2 separate regions of the Mus musculus genome follow, and region 2 is linked to region 1. A link is a contact called in public HiChIP or PLAC-seq data. All regions are on one chromosome and are shown on one strand. The core of a region is the stretch at or near the end of the contact, and the rest is flanking DNA. Distances in the headings are between cores, read along the strand shown. Region 1 overlaps Ttc33 (tetratricopeptide repeat domain 33). Region 2 holds the start of C9 (complement component 9).

Region 1 (2,671 bases), core at 67-2,566:
TACCTGAGAGGCAGAGCACTTACTTTTCATGAGATACATGGTTACTACCCTGTGGGTAAGTCATGAAAACTTAGTAGGCATAGTAGCAACAGACTGTTTGGTACTCTGTAACTTTGCTGAGAGGCACACAGAAAGCATGTGTACATAACCAGAAATCGGCGCTTCTGGCTTTTGAGCGGCTCATGCATTTCCCCTCTATTTCCCATTTCATTAATCATATTTCTAATGTTCTGCTGAGATATACGTTAGATTAGTGTATGTATATTTTGTATTGTAAGTTTCTGGATGTAATTTATTAATCTTCTTAGAGTTTGCATATTCATCTGATAGATGTGAAAGTCTTCAGTAATCACAAGGATAGATTCTCTTACATTTTTAAATTCTCCAGATAGGCTGAAATGATGTCAGGACAGTGAGCTCCATTTCTAGCCCAGGTTACATTTTAATTGTGAAATCTAATGCTTCAGACTAGTCAGAGGCAGCAGTTTTCTAGTCGTGGCTTGTTCTGCATCATCCCATGTCATAATATAATAAATATCTTCACTCTAGACTGCTCTGTGTTTACCTCACTCCTCCAGAAATGTGGATCCCTGTTAGGGGAGCTGAGTGCCGGTCCCACTGCATGCACAGAACCTGTAACAGGCACAGAAACAGATTCAAAGTTTCAATTTGTTCTCTAAAGTGTTACTGAGAGAGTGCTATTACCAATATTTACCAGGATAATTTTGTACAGATTCATTTTTATTTATTTATGGTACATGTACATGGTGGGCACATGCCATTGTTCACATGTAGATGTCAGAGGGCAACATGTGGGATTTTGTTTTTTCCTTTTCATCCTATAGATTTCAGGGATCAAAGTCAGGTCGTCAGGCTTGGGGAAAGCACTGTTACCGCAGAGCCGTCTTGCTAGCATGTTCCTAGAACACATTTGGTAAGGGGGGCTTTTCTTATGAGAGAGGGGGTTGGGTTTAATTCAAGGGAAGGAGTGAATTCTATTTATGTTTTTCCATTTCCATATTTTGTGGACTTATCATTAAAATAGGCAGATTTATCATTAAAGAGAAGACAAGGAACCGGGCGTGGTGGCGCACGCCTTTAATCCCAGCACTCGGGAGGCAGAGGCAGGCGGATTTCTGAGTTCGAGGCCAGCCTGGGCTACAGAGTGAGTTCCAGGACAGCCAGGACTACACAGAGAAACCCTGTCTCGAAAAACAAAACCAACCAACCAACCAAACAAACAAAGAGAAGATAAGGCGCATGGGTGAAGGAGCGATGCCCTCTTCTGCCTCTCCTCTCCCCACCTGAGGCATGAGTCATGACAGCAGGAGAGATAGCCCTTCCCCTCACTGGCTGCAGCACTCAGGATAGCCAGACCTTCATTTCCCTCCCCTGGGCAGCACAATAGAGCTGGCCTTGGGGAGCCAGCCCCCAGCCCTTAGGGCATGACAGTGGGGAACACTGACCCTTCTCCTTGCCAGCTGTGGCCTTGGGTGAGCTAGCCAGAGCAGTTCTGGAGAGCCTGGCCTGGTGAGGCTAGCCCAGGAGAGCTGGTGGGCTGACCAACTCAGCTCCCCACAAGGTCCAGATCCAGGGCTCTGAGCTGGCTACCCCAGCATCTGCTCAGTCTATGATCTGAAGAGGCCTGTCCTGCACATGTAAAGCCCCAGGACCTCTCGGACACAGAGCAACAACAGGATATCTGAGAGGAGTCCCAGTGAGGATCCAGTGTTGATAGTGTAGCAGAAGCCTGAGGCCTCAAACCAGACCAATGACTCATTGCAACGAACCCATACATGTAAAGATGTGTAGACAAAAGGATATACTGTGTGACACACTGACACACTACAGCCTCCATGACAAGATATATATATGTGTGTGTGTGTGTGTGTGTGTGTGTGTGTGTCTATTTTAGCTTATTTTCTTTTGTAGGGAGGTTGCAATGGTGGAGGGTAGATATGAAGGGATGGGGAGATGAGAGGATATAAGATTCACAAAGAATGAAAACCAAGACAAGACAACTTGCTATGATCACGAGGCTTATTTTTTATCTTTTATTTGGTCAAAATTATTCTGTGACATTGATTTCTGTTGACTTATAATTTTCTGACATGTGTGTGAAATGAATGAAAATATAGGTAGTACATATATTTAATTATCCCTCTATCAGAAGTCAAACTTGGAAGATTAAAACTGTGACTTTGTACATATTTCAGAAAAATTCACTTTCTAGTACAGATTTTCAACCTGTGGGTCGTGACCCCTTTGAGGGGTTTGAATGACCCCTTCACAGAGATGACATATCAGATATTTAAATTACTGTTCACAACAATAGTAAAAATATGTAGTAGCAATGAAGTAATTTTATGGTTGGGGGTCACTACACCCTGAGGAAGTGTAATAAAGGGTCATAGCATTGGGGGTGGGGGTTAAGAAGCACTGTTCTTTCTATGGGTGTACAGAGGATACTAGAAGTGGGTAACTGTAGTTGGTACAGTAAAACCCTATAAGTTTCTTGTACTAGTAGATGCTGCACCATTGTGTAAATTTGCTTTGGAAATGACCTTTATCCAGTGTTGTGTGCACCATCTTGCAGCATCAGCGCCTTCCTGCTGTTTCAGTTAGTCTTGTGTAGATAGATGTTTGGTTCTTTCTGACTTCATTAGAAGCT
Region 2 (2,671 bases), core at 110-2,609, 1.2 Mb after region 1:
AAGGGAGATCAGAGACTTTTCTCTCAGTGGCATAGGTAAGATGGTCCTAAAATAACTAGCTCTGTCATCCCACCAACCAGACAGACATCTGTTTTACCTTTGCCTATGCTAATATTCAAGATTTGCTCTATTGTAATTAATCATTTTCTATGAATGTCTCTTAAGAACTGTATCAGGGAGCCATGCAACTTGGTGCAAGCCTGCAGTCTCCATCCTTGGGGAATGGATACAGAATGATCAGGAGTTGAAGGTCATCCTCAACTATGCAAGGGGAGGGTTTGAGGCAAATCTGCCTCCACAAAACAAAACTGCTAGGAACAGCTGGGTATGTGCTCATACCTGTAACTGTAGCAACTGGGTCTAGGCAGAAGGGCTGCAGCAAGTCTCAGGCTAGCCTGAACTACCCTATCAGACCCTGCCCCAAACAAACAAAACACTAGATAAAAAGAGTGTCATGAGACATTGTAAATTCATAATATATTACCCACAAACCTCCAACACATCAGATATCTCTCTACACCCATTGTGTATTCTAAGTCCCAACCCTAGCCACACATTAGGAAGAATTGAGAAGCCCCAGTCAGTTAAATTTGAGTAAGATAAAGACTAACAGCCTTCCACACTTGCAACATCCCTGGGTCATTCTCCTGACTAATCAGTGCTCTCAGAGAGGTTGCACGGTCCACACCCATCAGCGCTTCCAGAACCTTTCCCTCTCAATGGCCCTGGAGAATGTGGAGATGTCAGGCAAGCAGTGTTCCTTATGGCAGAGGATAATCCTATCCTTTTGGTGTGTGCTTCCATCATAATCAGGCCAAATCCATTTGGTGGCTGTTGCTAAAGCCTTGTGGTGCTTACTTTGCATTTTTCAGAAAAATATACATATAAGAGGTGTGTAACTTATACACAAAAAGCTTACATTTCCACACGTTACCTTGCTTGGGTGGAAACAAGCCACATATCTGACTTTCAGAGGGAGAGGTGCTTAGAATATCCCCCACCTATGCCTCATCTTTCATTGTGTTCTTTCTGTAGTTATTCTGAGCCTAGGACTCTATAAGAATAATCCATAGGTCTCTCCCACAAATTATACCTCTCTCTTTAGCTTCCCTTCCAGAGTCTCCCAAGGAAAGAACTGCTAGGATTTTGTTTTATTGGTTGCTTTATTTTTAACCCAGCTCCTAATTTTTCCCCACCTTGGCATTTTTTTTTTTTTTTTTTGGTTTATTGCATAATGACACTTTGTCAATAAGGGAAAATAGCAGTCAGGAATTACAATGACTCTCCATTGGTTGGACCTTGACACTTAGCCTAAGCCAACACCTATGAACAAAACCCAGAACAGAACTGCCCCTTGTCCTCCGGCTGCAAAGGAATGCTTTGCAAGCCTCCAGGGCTCCCCAGGAGGAGCAGCATGGCCTCAGGCATGGCCATCACCTTAGCCCTTGCCATCTTTGCCTTGGGTGTCAATGCACAGATGCCAATACCCGTTTCCAGGTGAGTCCATAGCTTGTCTGTTTATCTCTGGAATTCTACTGTGGAATCTGCTGTCCAGGGCTTAACAGCAAAGTAGGGACAATAAAGGTTAAGCTAAACAGTGACCTATACAACACCCAGGATTTCAACTTTCTAAACAAGTGTATTCATGCTTCTGGGTGTTTGTGCTAAAGGAGGGACTGAAATGTTAATGCTAAGATATTTCCTTTAAACATTTAGGATCAGAGGGAAAAAGAAACGGTTGTCTCCAGTTTCTGATAAATCAGTGCTGATCAGTGTCTATGGGCTGAGAAATTCACAATGAGGAAAGTTAATATTTGTGTCCTTTATCTCAAAACCTAATAATTTTTAACTGTTGGCTGCATGGCCCTTTGGCCCCCACATTAAGCAAAGGCTAACTATTTGTCTTGTCTTCTCTTCTGTGACATTCCATTCCGTGGTCCACATTTTGGTTCCTGGGTCTGAGGGTCTATTTGCTCTACCCAAGAATTGCCATGGTACAGCTTCGATGGTTCTGCTTCCAGCACGGCCTCTTTATTTCCTTCTTATCCGATGCTTCTTGGGTTTGCAAAACCCATAAGGTATAAGGGTGTCCCCGAGGTTGCATGTGCTGGAAACTCAGTCCCCTGGTGTGGCAGCAGAAAGAGGTGGTGGAGCTCTTAAGGGGTAGAAGGTCTCAGGATTCCACAGTCATAAATGGACTATCTCTGAGGAATGGGCCAAGCCTAGCAGGAGTGGCTCCTAGCAGATCTGTCTGGCTAGGTTCTTCCTCCAACTCATGTCTCCTTACATATGTGACTCTTCTGAATACAGGAACTTCCCATTTTGCTTCTAGTGACCATGTTAGGACACAACCACAGGAATCCTGTCCAGATGCCTGTTTGCAATTTGTAGTCATGAGAATTGTGAGAAGAGTAAAATTCTCTCCTGTATGCATCACCCACATCAGGCATTCTGTGTCAGCAACAGAAAACAGAGTGTGACACCATGCCAAATACACCCAGCCAATAAATCAAGGGGACAGTAAAAGCCTCTTGCACATCACTGCACCCAGAAGTGCTAGAGATCACGGCTGCTTGAAGCTCTCCCTTCCTTCCATGTAAATATCACAGAAGACACAAACCCATGTAGTCCATTATAGCTTGTTCTCTGAGGACAGAACAGAAAATTGCCC

Evidence for each region. HiChIP or PLAC-seq counts read pairs in DNA pulled down with a chosen protein or histone mark.
Region 2: an H3K27ac HiChIP or PLAC-seq map of extraembryonic endoderm stem cells shows a contact between it and region 1, with 6 times the contacts expected there. The contact joins the promoter of C9 here to the enhancer-like site in region 1. A contact is called at or near these places in 6 of 39 promoter capture datasets (the 3T3-L1 cell line, 3T3-L1-derived adipocytes, cranial neural crest and 2 more), 2 of 484 Hi-C or Micro-C datasets (bone marrow-derived macrophages and liver) and 1 of 115 datasets of contacts at active chromatin or transcription factors (extraembryonic endoderm stem cells).

The regions. Positions count from the first base shown.
Region 1 is chr15:5,198,750-5,201,420 of GRCm38.p6, forward strand. All of the region lies in intron 2 of Ttc33 (tetratricopeptide repeat domain 33), which reads left to right. Among named protein-coding and RNA genes, the nearest start is that of Ttc33, 15 kb to the left of the region's middle. Within about 2 kb of position 1,317, at least 16 of the 459 cell types and tissues checked have an H3K27ac peak or open chromatin away from gene starts, as enhancers often do. A contact at or near this core is called in extraembryonic endoderm stem cells, where this site is marked.
Region 2 is chr15:6,443,987-6,446,657 of GRCm38.p6, forward strand. C9 (complement component 9) reads left to right here and starts at 1,360. Exons shown (of 11, transcript NM_013485.3): 1 at 1,360-1,497. The coding sequence starts at 1,415.